Regions from separate parts of the Mus musculus genome. Here region 1 is linked to region 2. Evidence: chromatin contacts called from public promoter capture Hi-C data. All regions are on one chromosome and are shown on one strand. The core of a region is the stretch at or near the end of the contact, and the rest is flanking DNA. Distances in the headings are between cores, read along the strand shown. Region 1 holds the start of Fdps (farnesyl diphosphate synthetase). Region 2 holds the start of Iqgap3 (IQ motif containing GTPase activating protein 3).

Region 1 (7,404 bases), core at 4,421-6,920, 1.0 Mb before region 2:
TCTAACTCGCTCTGAAGGCACCCCCACTCACATGCTCTCTCTCTCTCTCTCAAAACAAAACAAAACAAAAACAAAGAAAAGGAAAGAAAAGAAAAGAAAAGAAAAAGAAAGAAGTGTAGTACACCTAATTGGCATCTTCAGCAACTTGGGCAATTGAGTTGTGAGTTGTGGGAAATGCTCAGCCACTTGGTGCAAACTGGGGAGAGGGGGGACAGTTTGGCTTTTGTTGATATAGAGAGGGAATGGAGTTTTCCCCACAGATTCTCACAGGAGCTCAGATACAAGTTGGACACATTGAGCCTGACTCCTGACAGGCAATGCAGAAGAATTTGGAGTGTGGCTTACATTTACTCTGAGAATGAAATGAAGACTTGTGTAGGTTTTAACAAAATCTCATTGAATTTTACCAATGAAGACTCAGGAGCCAAATGCTGGGGAAAGCTTGCTAGACTCAGGCAGAGAAAGCACCCAGTGGATGATCTCTCTCCACAGCTGGCATGCCAAAAGGAAACTCCTTCATACCAGCTAAAAAACCCTCAAACTGAATGTCACTTACTTCCTCTGTGTGTGTGTCTATCTGTCCTGACTTCCTCTCACTCTCTATGGGTTTCTCCCATGTTCACTCCCTGTCAACTGGTTGCTTGCTCTGCCTCCTGACCTGTGGTTGACTTTATTTGATTCTGTTTATAATAAACAAAGCTCTTGGATTAAAGGTGTGGGCTCTGGAGAGAATGAGAAAGGACTTGTTTTGCAAAGTGTTTATCCGGGGCTGTCCTGCACAGTGCTCTGATCCCATGCATACACCCTCCTCCCGGGAGCCCCTACTAAGACCTCTACTTGCTATAAATACAGCCCTGAGCTGGCCTGGTGGCTCACTGTCCTCTCAGGAGACTGAGGTAGGAGCCTTTTCTGGAGTTAGAAAGAGACCCTCCCTCACAAACAAACTCGGTCGACCAAACCACAAATCACCTCAGCTAATTCAGCACTGATGTCATGAGGCGAGTGTTCCTGGACAGTATGGGGCTGGGATGACTGGGCTAGAAGATAGGAAAACAAGACTCAAGGTTGCTTTTGGCATTTGGGCTGAGGATTGTGACCTTTCGTAGAGTGTTTTCTAGTACCAGAGCCTCTTATGGCCTGGTGCCTGTTTTGCTTGAGCTGCCCCGACCCCCCATCTCCCTACTCCCATTTGCTTTTGTTTTTGATAATGGTGATGATGGTGATGGTGATGGTGATGGTGGTGGTGGTGGTGGTGTGTGTGTGTAGGTGCATTCATGCCGCTGTGTTCTTGGAGACATAAGAGGACAGCTTTACTGGACTCAGTTCTTTCCTTACACCAATGTGAGTTCCAGGATTTGAACTCAAGTCTCTAGGCTTGGCGGCAAGTACCCTTATCTATCAAGCCACTGACCACTCACACCACCAACCACTCACTAGCCCAGTTTTTTTGTTTGTTTGTTTGTTTTTTTGTTTTTGTTTGTTTGAGACAGGGTCTCAGGCAATCCAGATTGGTCTCAGGGAACTTGACCTCTTGACCTTCCCAGAACTGTTCTTTCAGGTCTCCTTTTCCTCCTTCCTCTCTTCTGTACAACCCTTTGCTTCTTACCTATCACGATAGACTGTGTTCCTTCAGACTGTGAGTCAGAACAAGCATTCCTCCCATGAGTTGCTCCTTAGCTGCAACAATGAAAAGGGGCAACCCATGCTAGGCATGGTGGCACACGCCTTTAATCCCAACACTCAGAGGCAGGCAGATTTCTGAGTTCGAGGCCAGCCTGGTCTACAGAGTGAGTTCCAGGACAGCCAGGGCTACACAGAGAAATCCTGTCTCAAAAAAAAAAAAAAAAAAAAAAAAAAAAGAAAGAAAGAAAAAAGAAAAAAAGAAAAAGAAAAAGAAAAAAGAAAAAAGAAAAGGGCAACCCATATAATAAAAATGATATTATAGGGCTGGAGTCATGGCTCAGAGGTTAAGAGCACTAACTGCTCTTCCAGAGGTCCTGAGTTCAATTCCCAGCAACTACATGGTGGCTCACAACCATCTGTGATGGGATCAATGCCCTTTTCTGGTGTGTCTGAAAGACAACTACAGTGTACTCATATAAATAAAATCAATCTTTTAAAAATGATATTATAGAAAAATGTACTTTTTTATTAGTATATCTCTGCCACATGTTTGCATGTCCTGGAGGGGCTGAAAGTTTCAGGCAATGTTGATCAGCCTGATGCTGGGCACTGGGAACCAAGTTCTGGTGCTCTGGAATATCTGGAAGCACTTCTTTTTTTTTTTTAAAGGATTTATTTATTATTACACATAAGTACACTGTTACCAGAAAAGGGTGTCAGATCTCTCATTACGGGTGGTTGTGAGGCACCATGAGGTTGCTGGGATTTGAACTCAGGACCTTCCGAAAAGCAGTCAGTGCTCTTAACCGCTGAGCCACCTCTCCAGCCTGGAAGCAGGCTTAATCACTGAGCCAGCTCTCTAGTCCCACAACAATAAAAACTTATCCTTATGTTTCCTCATGAGATTTTTTTTATGATTTTACCTTTTAATCTATGAAATTAAATACATATTTATATATCTAAGATCGTGTGTGTGTGTGTGTGTGCACACGCATGCATGTTTGACAGGTGCTAGTTGCTCACGCTCATCATCCTATCCTTTCAGGCTTTAGCCTGGTTTACACTCACCTAATATATATCAATGCTTCTCAGAAGACATCCCAGACAAACCCTCAAAATGTTACAGTCATGCACAAAAATGAGTTGTTACCTGTGTTTTTGACCAAGTAATAAAAATTGGGGCTCCTGCAACCCCTTCCTTCAACCTGGTAGGTTAGTAAACTGAGTCTGAGCAGCAGGTTGAGCATTGTATTATACAGGTTACAGGTTACTGACAACTAGCAGTGAGCATCTACTAGTCAGATCTGAGGGGAGTCTGTGGAGCTTAAACACGTGCACAGGGCTCAGAACCTTGTTCTAGTTTTGTTGTTGTTGTTGTTTTTGTTGTTGTTGTTGTTTTGTTTTTCAAGACAGGATTTCTCTGTGTAGCCCTGGCTGTCCTGGAACTCACTCTGTAGACCAGGCTGACCTTGAACTCAGAAATCTGCCAGCCTCTGCCTCCCAAGTACTTAAAGGGATTAAAGGCGTGTGCCACCACTGCCCGGCTTGTTCTAGTTTTAGTAGCCCTTCTGATCACCTCTCCATAGAAGCTGGGGTTCAGCTTAAAATGAAAAGTCTAGCATGTTCATCACGTTAACTGTCTAGGGAGTAGCCCCACCTTTAGGTTTTTTAAGCCTTTAATAACTTCTAGCAAGGAATCAGTGGGTGTTTTCCAGAAGGAGCTACAGGAGTGACCAGAGATCCTGCTGGTGCTTTGAGTTTTAGGTTCCTGTAGACAAAAATAAAATAATGTGCAAAAAAAAAAAAAAAAAAAGAAAAAAAGAAAGAAAAAAAGAAAAAGAAAAAGAAGTTACAGTCTTCCTTGGGTTTATTTTCTTTGCCAGCTAAAGAATTAAAAGGCAGAAAAGCTATGGAGTGTAGCAGGTAAGAGCTGGGGAAGTCCCAGACAAAGCAAACAGGAACAGACAGAATCCACAGTCACAGAAAGGTTTTTTATTATAGGTGAGGAAACACACACACACACACACACACACACACACACACACACACACACACAGAGAGAGAGAGAGAGAGAGAGAGAGACAGACTCTCCACAAAGCAGAGGGAGGATTCAGGAATCAGATGGTCAATTTCTCCTAAAAGTCTTTGAGTGATCTTCCTTCCCTATTTTAGGGTAGGCTAGTTTGAAAACACACAGGAGTCCCAGCCCTCGGGAGGCAGAGGCAGGCGGATTTCTGAGTTTGAGGCCAGCCTGGTCTACAGAGTGAGTTCCAGGACAGCCAGGGCTACACAGAGAAACCCTGTCTCGAAAAACCAAAAAAAAAAAAAAAAAAAGAAAACAGACAGGAGGACCAATTGGCTCACAACTGTTGTGTAAATATGTCATGAACTGCCTTGAATCAACAGTGGCTATGCTTTCAGAAGAAAATGTTCACAAAGCCTTTGTTCTAACCTGAGAGACGTTTGCCTCTGCTCAGGAGTGTGAGGAAGGAGCCAGTCACCTTGGAAGTCCACCATCGCTATTACTCAGTAGTCACAGCCCTTCCCACGTCGGCCTGCCTATCAGGGAGTCTACTGCCTTTTCCCTCAGTATGAGATAACCATCTTAATTTATTCTTTTCCATTTGCAAAGCCAGTGGTTGACAGCTCTTCTCTTCTTGCACAGACTTGGCATCCTGGCAGTTAATTGGGTATTACCATGAGTTTGTTTCATGACTATTTTTGTTACCCTGGCTTGTCTGTTTCTTATGTTGTTACTGTCCAAAGGAGCTCTAAAGAAAACTCCATTTCCTCAAATTCTGACCAAAACTAGCATTCGTTAGGAACTTGTGAAACCGGTTCCCCTTTACCAAAGGGGTTACCCTTACATGGGCAGCAGAAGGGACAAAAATTATGCCGGCCTCCAGGCTCCCCCAGTATATCCAGGCTCTCACAGTATATCACATGTTCCTGGCTCTTCTCAGCTCCCCCATTATCCTAAACGTCTCTATCTCAGGAGCTTCTCTTCCCTCACTTCACATTCTTATAACCTCGGCTATGCTGTTTTGGCCCTCCCTTAAGCTCCCTACCTTCTCTTATGCATGGTCTAGTCCCCTCTGCGAGCCATGTTCAATCTACTATTTTCTCACTCTGTGAGTTGAAGTTTAGCCAGGTCTACAGTGAGAGTTCCAGGACAGCCAGGGCTACATGGAGAAACCTTGCAGAATAAACCAATGTGTAAAGTTTATCTTGTCTAGACCCTTCAACCTTTTAGTCCGGAGTGGTAGTGGTCTCTTTCTTTGGGACAATGAAACTTATTTCTAATACTTCAAGGACAAGTCCATTAATGTCTGAGGTGGTTTGTAGTTTCAGGTCTCTTTTCTGATCGCGATGGGGTTTGGGGTGGAGTAAAAAGGAGTCAACGTGGTGGGCTGGCAAACTGTGAGGCCGAAAGTTCTAACATCTGCTTTGAGTTTTTACCTTTTTGCTTCAAGGGCGCCAAAGTACCTGGGGGAAAGGTGTTGTTTTCTCTCATATAGTCATATAGTCTTCCAAGTAGCCTAAAACTCATTACACGACCCATATTGGTTTTAACTCTTTTTTTTTTTTTTCCCTCCAGCCCCACCCCATGGCTTTAACTCTTGATCTTATTGCCTCACCCCTTCTAAGGGCTGGAAAAATGAGCGACTTCACCTAACTAGAATCAAAGATGTAAGAAGTGATTTGCTAGAGTTGGAAATAGGAAGCTGCAAGGCTGGTTATTCCGGGATCTTAGAAACACTGTCAACCAGAAGCACTGGAAGAACTATAGCTAGGAATTAGATAGCCAATTTCCCAGGCTTTCGGTATGGGTGTACCGACACCGCCGACCGCCTAGTGGGCTGATGGTCCGCGCGCCACCCTTTCATTGGCCAGCCGTCACAAGGCCCATGCTCACACGAGGTAATTTAGCCAATCAGCGAACTAGGCCACACCCACCCTGAGACACAAGTCTGAGTTTCTTGCCGCCTAGTCCGTGGCATGCCGGGAGTCGTAGTTTTATATTTATGTTCTGCCTCCTGAGCCTGGAGACTGGGAACTACAACTCCCAGAGTGCTGAGCGGATGCACGCTCAGCTTTTAGGTGTAAGCCGCAAACATCTTGGACCCCGGGAGAATCCGCGTTGAAGAACAGGTGAGAGCTATTGTTGGGGCTGGAGCTGAGGTTTACCCGTGTCTCGGATCGGGTGAAGCTCCGAGGCACTAAAGGACCAGTCCGTGTTGGAGTTACGGGGCTTGGGGTCGGTGGGCCAGAATGAACGGTTTGCTTGTGCCTTCGTGAATTTCTAAACGCTGGCGTCTTCCTCAAGTCTTCCGTACGCCAGGCCTTTAGTTTACTCTTGTGAGTCCTCCCACGCCCACCTGTTGCTCGGAGGCCGGCTGCGGTTAGCACCAGTGCCGGGACAGATGACAAGCGCACAGCACCTTCGGCTCCAGTCCCCTCATTGGGACTATCTAAGAGCTTCCCTCTCTTTCCCCTACATCCGGACTCCTGGGTTCCAGCTTTGGCTCTTCGTCAGCTCAGCTCTCTTACATTCACTGAACCTCAGTTCGGTGTCTCCATTAACATTGTGACTTAAGGACCTTGCATCCCGTAATTCCCGTAATACAATGTTCCGAATTGTAGTGAACGCAACCTTGGAAGTAGAAAGTGTTCAGTTTTAGCCATTTTCGGTTTAAGTGAAGATCTATTGGATCTCAGTCACTCCGACAAACTTTTCATTTCCTGTGTGTTTTTTATGTAATTCTTGAGTTTAGAAGCGGGGTGGGGCGTTCTAATGCAGGAGGTAACAAGCTTGGCTTGGGGGATACCTTAGGTAACTGCTACCAAGCATCTGCCTTCGGTGCTTGCTCCTGCAGGGAGTGCTTGGTGCCCCCACCCCCATGCACACCCAGGATGCCCCTGTCCTGCTGGCTGAGATCTCTGGGGGTCTTCCTGCTGCCAGCCCCCTGCTGGGCACCCCGGGAGAGGTGGCTTGGTTTCCTACAACGACCCTCCCTGGCATATGGGTGTCCAGTCCTGGGGGCCTGGCACAGTGCCCGCTGGTGGTGCCAAGTGTGGACAGAGGAGCCTCGGTGAGTGTGGTTGGGGTGTGGGGCTTCGGGGAGGGAAGCACCCGAGCCACCCTCTCATTTGTTTGTGTGTGTGTTTTTTTTTCCCTCAGAGCATTTAGCTCCTCTGTCAGAATGAATGGGAACCAGAAATTGGATGCTTATAACCAAGAAAAGCAGAATTTCATCCAGCACTTCTCCCAGATCGTCAAGGTGCTGACTGAGAAGGAGCTGGGACACCCAGAGATAGGGGATGCTATTGCCCGGCTCAAGGAGGTGAGGCATTCAGGACTGAAGAAGCTGGTAGAGGTGTGGATTCATGAGGGGTTTCGATAAGAGCGAAGTGACTACCTGGGTCTCTGGAGTAGATGGGTCTCTGCTGCACTTCAGCCCTCCTCGGGGATGTTTGGCTCCATGACTTTTGACCATCCAGAGAGCCTTGCTTGAGAGTAGCCTTGGACCTAGTAAAGTTTGATTTCATGCCCTGAAACTATGATAGGATCTTAGTAGATACCATGAGGCTGTTGGCACTGAGGCCTGAGGGAAGTTATTGTATTGTTAGAAAGACTGTTCTACTGGAGTTACCTATTTCCTTCCAGTGTTTATTTTCTTAAGACAGAGTTTCATGTTTTTTAAGCCCACATGGCCTCAGACACACAAACCCCACCTCAGCCTTCTGTGTGCTATGTCAGTGACAGTACCACCGTGCCTG
Region 2 (7,411 bases), core at 2,390-4,889:
GCTGTTGAAACCACGCCTCTGCTAGAGCAGGAGGCAAATCATAGTCAGCTGTTGTGGGCAGTCAAAGCACACCCCCCCCCCCCCCCCGCGCGCGCACGCACGCACGCACACACACACACACACACCCCCCCCCCCACCTGGGATAAAATGAAAGCACAGTCTTACAATATGTCTGTATTTTTATAGAAAACAGCTGAGCATGGTGGGACATGCCTTTAATCCCAGCAGAGGCAGAGGAGGCAGAGGCAGAGGGATCCCAATGAATTCCAGGCCAGTCTGGTCTACAAAGCAAGTCCAGGACAGCCAGGGTTGATTACACCAAAAAAATCCTGTCTCAAAAAAACAAGACCAAACCAAAAAACCCAAAATTCTAAAACTGTCACTACAGCCTGACTTCATGGAGGTATAGCCAGACTCTTACCCTGATGTGTAAGGTAACCTCTCACTTTGTCTGGCTACACACCTGACTCAAACCAAATGGGCTCTGCCATTTCTCTCATTGTTTATGGTTCTGAGAACTTAGGTACAGAAAGCTCATGTCTGATGAAATGATTTCCTCAGTTCACCTCTGAGACTCCACTGCATTCTGTAGAAATGAGGCCAGCATCACCGGTCTTCAGTGGGCAGCTGCCAGGATCAGGGAGCTATCAGTCTGAGCACACTTTGAATATAAATGCATTTTACTGCTGGAGGTTATACAAGTCAGGCACAGTGACTCCCTAAACAGACTCTCCAGATATTGAGGTCTACAGATAGTATGTTTCCAAAGGGAGCCAAGCAGATCTTATTTCGAGCTGTCCTTGCTAGACATCTGATTTCCTATCTGCTTCATCCTATCTTCTTTTTGGAAAACATTAACAGAGACTATTGGCTAAGAAAAAAAAAGGGGGGGTGGCGCTGGAGAGATGGCTCAGAGGTAAAAGGTTCCAATTCTGATTCCAGCATCTGAATGGCGGCTCACGCATCTGTAACTCTAGTTCCAGTGGATCTGATAACCCCTCTGGCCTCCAAGGGCACCAGACATGCACACGGTACACAGACAAACATATAGGCAAAACAATCATATACATTAAGTTAAATTTTAAAAACAAATTTTTTTAAGGAAATAAAAAGGGAGTGGAAAATGACTCAACAGGTCAGAGTGCTAGCCACACAGGCATGGGGGCCTGAGCTCAAAGCCCTGCACCCACATAAAACCCCAGGCATAGCCACAAGTACTGGTGACCCCAGCAGCCTAGCTCCAGGTTCAGTGAGAGACCTTGTCTAAGGAAAATATGGCGTCTTCTATTGAGCCTGAAACTAATCAAGACTTTGTTTTGTTTTCTTTTTCGCTTTTTTTTTTTTTCTTCTTTCTGAGACAGAGTTTCTCTGTGTAGCCCTGGCTGTCAGGGACCTCTGTAGACCAGGCTGGCTTTGAACTCAGAGATCTGCCTGCCTCTGCCTCCCCAGTAGTGGCACTTTACTGAGCCACCTCCTTTGGGCTGACCTTGATTTTTTTTTTTTTTTAATCCTCTTACCTCCTAAGCACTGAGACTACAGGGGTGTGGTCTCATGCATGGCTAGACAAAACTATTTTAACTTGCCCTTTCCAGCAGCACAGCCCCTTGTCTGTTTGCATTTGCTCTGGGGACAGGTGACTGGAATCAGGTAGGAGAAGTGGACCCTGCTTACCGCTTGGCTTCCTCCAGCCGGCAGAGGTACTGATAGGCGACATTCTGTCGCCTCTGCTCATCCATTTCCTCAGCTGTGAGGCGCTCATCTAAATCGTGAGGGGAGACAAGGCAAGGAATGCAGCGTTAGATAGGAAACCCAGCACCCACGCTGGGCTGGGCAGCTCACAACTACCAATGCCCACTTCTGGCTTCTGTGGGCACCCATACACACAAGGTGTATATTCACACAGACACGTGCACATAAATAAAAATGGATCTTGGGCAGTGGTGGTGCATGTCCATAATCCCAGCACTCGGGAGGCAGAGGCAGGCGGATTTCTGAGTTCAAGGCCAGCCTGGTCTACAGAGTGAGTTCCAGGACAGCCAGGGCTATACAGTGAAACCCTGTCTCAACAAAAAAAGAAAGAAAAAAAAATCTTCAGAGACAAGAATTTGAGGCCAGCCTGGTCTACAGAGTGAGTTCCAGGACTACACAGAGAAACCCTGTCTCGAAAAACCAAAAAATAAAAAATAAATAAAAATGGATCATAAAAAAACCAAAAACCAAGACAGGGACCTCAGCTCTGAACATATTCCCTCAGCAGTCCCCTCAGAGCACAGAAACCCTCTCCGTGCCCCAGTTCTTCCCAGTGTACCCATTATCAGGGAGCATCCTGCAGCCTTCTGTACCAGAGACATTTCCTTGTCTCCTATGCAGCCAGTCATCTTCCCATCTTTCTCATGAACCCCCTTCACTGTCATCCTTGGGAGCATGGCTGACATCATCAACCATTAGCGCAGTCATTCATTCATGCCAGACCTTTCTGGGCTACGGAGTACTCCTATTTTGCCTTAGCCACAGTCTTACTACCTCTCTATGTTTTTCATGGGGAACACACTATAAACATAAACACGGGACAGCTGCGCACAGGAGCAACGAACAACCGAGCTCAGAGAATACGCAAGAGACAGCATGGTCTCTCTGTCTTTGACTGGGCACTCCAGTCATTTTTATTCCTTATCCCATTTCCTCATCTTGGATATCCTGCAGTATGACTTCAGGAAGGGCTGGGCTTATTTGAATTGGCAGTTCAACAGACACACGCTTCCAAATACAGATTTGAAAGTGCTGGCCAACAGCAGAAAAATCCCCTGATTGCTCTGAGGGAGTTTACAAAGGAACAAGAGTTGGTTGTTGAAGCATGGAAAATAAACCAGTAAGTGAGTGACATCACCTCAGAGTTATGAATTGGGAACTCAGCGAGGTGGAATGGGAGGGGCCTTGAGCAAGGGAGGCGCTAGCCTCCTGCCTGCACACACGCCCACATACCAGAGTGTCTCAAAAACAAACAAACAAACAAACAAACAGGTTTCCTGGAGCTTCCGTTCCTTCATGAGGTGGATGGACATTGTTTTTCATTCAGATGGTCAGGTGGAATCCTTTCCACCCTCCCCACCAACCCGAGTTTTTCTCAGCCCGAGTTACCATGTTTCAGGTAGCCCAGGCTGTCCTCTCTATACTATGTAGCTAACAATGACCATGAACTTTTGACCTTCGGCCTCCACTTTGCAACTGTTGGAATTACTGGAGTGCGCTGCCAAACCGGCCCTCCGGGTTCTGCATTTTAAAAAAGCGTCCAGGTGATCAGGCGTCAAGTCATTTGGGAGGCAGCGTCTCAATGCGGAATCCCGTCCCGTGGCACTTTTTGGCAAATACAGTAACTGCTGAGTTTTAAGGGGCCATTTAGATCATCTAGACTCCTCCACCCTGGAGCCCCAGAAACTGGGAAAAAGGGAGTGCGCCCTTTGAAGGGTTTGCAGCTCAGTTACCTGGAGCACACTTCGGCGAATTCCCGGGGGAGCAGTGCTCCGGGCAGCCAATCCCGCGAAAACCAAGCCCCGCCAGCAGCACCCCGCTCCACCCTCAGATCCTTCCCGCACTCACAGGCTGTCCGAGCTCGGCCTGCCGCGCACGGCTCCATGTTCCTTCTCCTGCCAGTTTTGAATCTCCCGCCGCTGGGACACCACCCCTCACTGCGGTCACGCCGGGATGGGACGCTTCCCGTTCGTGCCGCAGGGAACCCTGGGTTTTGTAGTTCCTCTTAGAGATCGTGAGCTAGCTTAGGTCAGTTTCTTGATTTGCTTTCTCTAAGGCCCCGCTGCTCATCTGGCTTTTTAACAAATAGTCCTTGCAGCTGCCCTTCCTTTCACTAACCTGTCCTACTTCCTATAGAATTCCTGGGCCTCCCTGTGTGCTATTTGGTGTTTTACTCTGAACTAGATGACAAATGCAGGGATATACATGTTCTAGACTAGTGCTGTTACAGCAACAACAGATAGCACAGTCAAAAGCTTGGAGGTCTATGCCGCACAGAGGGAAAGATCCACTGCAGTGGAGGCAGAGACCTTCCTAGTGAAGGCTTCAGCTGATCTTGAGCAGGACAGAAAAACAGATTAATTAAAAGGGTGTGGGAAGGGAAAGGAGGTCCCGCCACCATGGAGTCTGGTTGAAATCGCCAGCTAAGGGTTGGGGCTGGAGAGATGGATCAGCGGTTAAGACCACGGGCTGCTTTTCCAGAGAATTCGGGTTCAATTCCCCGCATCCATATAATAGCTTACAACTGTCCCAACTACAGCCTCAGGGGGTCCGACATCCTCACACAAACATACATGCAGGCAAAACACCAATGCACATAAAATAAAAGTAACTAAATAAGTCATTTTAAAAAAAAAGAGAGATGGCTCAGCAGTTAAGAGCACTGACTGCTCTTCTGAGCCACCAACCACATGGTGGCTCACAACCATCCATAATGAGATCTGATGCCCTCTTCTGGTGTGTCTGAAGGCAGCTACAATGTACTTACATATAATAAATAAATAAATAAATAAATAAATCTTTAAAAGAAAAAAAAAAAAAACTTCTCCTGGAGTGGCACATTCTTTTAATACTAGGGGAGGCAGAGGCAGGAAGATCTCTGTGAGTTTGAGGCCAACTCTGGTCCACAGAGCAAGTTTCAGGACAGTCAGGGCTACACAGAGAAACAGGGTCTTGAAAAACAAACAACAAACAAAAGACTTCCTACACAACTAACAAAGTCAATGTGAAGATTATTTATAGAGATAATATTCCTTCTATACAGAAATATTTCAAATGACACAATATGAGGAATAAATATGACAACACTTTATACACATATATGAAATTGCTCCTTTTCTCCATTTTGTATACTCCAGGGTCCCCTGTCCAGGGAATGGCCCCACCCACAATTAAAAAGGGTCTACCTAATCAATTAACATGGCCAAGATAATCTCTCACAGGCAAGCTCTTTTTTTTTCTTTTTTCTTTTTTGTAATAGTGAAGGACTGGCTATAGATCCTCTTTGAGTGTCTGGTAGAATTCGTCTGTGAATCCATCTGGCCTTGGATTCTTTATTTAGCTCCTCTTGTCTCTCTAACTTCTGGAGCCATTCTTTCTGATCCTTTAATACAGGCATCTTATAGATTCCCCCTGTAGGGCTGCTTTCCATGTGTGCCAGAGGTGTCCTTGGTTTAGTTACAGGGAGATTGATTGATTGATTGATTTCTTCATTAACTCCAGTGATGAGTTGTTAAATCTCCATGAGTTTGCATATTGACTAGAAATTTTTGGTGTCAATTTCAAGTTTTATTGCATTGTGTTCTGATAGGATATAAGGAGTTATTTCCATCTTCCTGAATATATAAAGACCTGTTTTGTGTCCCAGATATGGTCTACTTTAGAAAAGTTTCCATGCCTGGCTGAGTGGAATGTTCTGTAGATGTCTGTTAAGTCCATTAGATGTATGATGTCAATGAATTGTGTTTCTGTTTATTTTTTGTCCAGATGACACAAGAAGGGTACTGAAATCAGCTATTAATGGATTGAAGATAATTTGTCTTTAAATACAGTAGTAGACTTTTAAAAATGAAATTGGGCACCGCAGAGCTGGGTTTAGAATAGTGACATCTCTTTGGTTAATTGTCCCTTTGGTTAGGATGAAGTGTCCCCCTTATCTCTTTTGACTTGTTTTAGTTTGAGGTGTTTTGTCAGTTATTAGGATATTGATACCTGCTTCTTCCTGGTTCTGTTTGATGGAGTACTTTGTCCACCCTTTTAGCAGTGCCTATCTTTACAGCTAAGATGCATTTCTTGGCAGTAACAGATAGATGGATTTGGGGAGTTTTGTTTGATTATTTTTAAATTTTATTTATTTTATTTATAAGAGTACACTGTAGCTGTCTTCAGACACACCAGAAGAGGGTGTCAGATCTCATTACAGATGGTTGTGAGCTACCATGTGGCTGCAGAGAATTGAACTCAGGACCTCTGGAAGAGGAGTCAGTGCTCTTAACCACTGAGCCATCTCTCTAGCCCCTGGCTTTTGTCAGTCTGTGTCTTTTGAAGAGTTGATTCCACTGGCATTTAAAGTTATCATTGAAATGTATGTGTTAATCGTGACCACGTTGATTGTTGGTGCTGCTTGTATTGTCAGTGATGTGGAAGGAGATTCGAGGACATGGTGGGTGTGGCACTGAAGGGAACTGGATGCTGGTTCAGAATGACAGAGGATCTGGGAGAGAGCCCCTTAGGACCTTGGCTGAGAACACTTTCAGGCCCTCCCACCCCCGCCCCCTATTTTCCTCAAGGAAAGCCTACTGAGTATGGGACCACTCTGTGGCCTACTTGGCCTGGACAGGCTGTGCTAGCACCTCTGAAAGCCAGGCCAGAGCAGAAGCTTCAGCCTGTCTGGAGCTCAGAGATGGCCCTGGGTGCCAGGCCTGCGCAAACGCCTGTGTTGCAACTATGGTCAGTGCATCTACTTCAGGAGTCTGTTTCTGGCAATGGCCCTTCTACTTAAAAAGGCTTTTTCCTAGGCAAATGGGGAAAGGGGCAAATTTCGTTTAGTTGCAGCCACTGGTGGTAGGTTCATGGGTTGGTGAGCTGGTGAGTTAGAGATTCCTGGTGATTGTGGGGCCTCCTGTCCTCTCATTAAACACATCAAACAGAACCTGGAGTTTACAGAGTTTACAGTGCACTCATATACATAAAATAAATAATAATTTAAAAAAAAAAAAGCTTGTAGTCACCCCCTGTAGCAGATGGAGTTCTTTGGTCTGTCATGTCTCTCTCTGAAAGGGAGAGACGGAGCAGGGCTTGGTGGCACAATCTGTGATCCCAGCACTCAGGAAGGAAAGAAGGAAAGAAGATCACCACAAGAACCTACCTTAGAATTAAATTAAATTAAGAAGAGAGGATGGGGGCTCAGTGGTTAAGAGCACTGACTGCTCTTCCAAAGGTCCCGAGTTCAAATCCCAGCAACCACATGGTGGCTTGCAACCATCTGTAATGAGATCTGACACTCTCTTCTGGGGTGTCTGAAGACAGCTACAGTGTACTCACATATAATAAATAAATCTTAAAAAAAAAAAAAAAAGAAGAGAGGATGGGAAAGAACAGATGACTGTCTCATGGTAGTTTGATATATTATTTGAAGGAACTGGAAGGTGTGTCCGCAGGGATGGGGCAGCCAAGCAGGAAGGGAAACAGGTCTTAGGTGACTATGTCTGAGCACCATTAGGGTCCTCCACTAAGATAGGTTACCACAGCTGTCACTCGAAGGATTACCTGGGAGGAAAGGAGAGTGCCAGGTGTCTGGTAACACAGTTCTGCGCTCAAGGCTGCTGGGAAGTAACCTAAGCCAGCAGAACCATTCCAGAAGGCCACTGTGGAGAAAACAGGA

The links. Capture Hi-C pulls out chosen DNA fragments and counts their contacts.
Region 1: a contact with region 2 is called in a promoter capture Hi-C map of liver, with 2.7 times the contacts expected there. The contact joins the promoter of Fdps here to the promoter of Iqgap3 in region 2. A contact is called at or near these places in 3 of 39 promoter capture datasets (cranial neural crest and liver) and 1 of 9 other capture datasets (liver).

The regions. Positions count from the first base shown.
Region 1 is chr3:89,100,233-89,107,636 of GRCm38.p6, reverse strand. Fdps (farnesyl diphosphate synthetase) reads left to right here and starts at 5,670. Exons shown (of 10, transcript NM_134469.4): 1 at 5,670-5,775; 2 at 6,806-6,968. The coding sequence starts at 6,828.
Region 2 is chr3:88,078,279-88,085,689 of GRCm38.p6, reverse strand. It overlaps Iqgap3 (IQ motif containing GTPase activating protein 3), which reads right to left and starts at 3,639. Exons shown (of 38, transcript NM_001033484.1): 1 at 3,598-3,639; 2 at 1,672-1,759. The coding sequence starts at 3,634. Ttc24 (tetratricopeptide repeat domain 24) reads left to right here and starts at 7,386. Exons shown (of 10, transcript NM_172526.3): 1 at 7,386-7,411.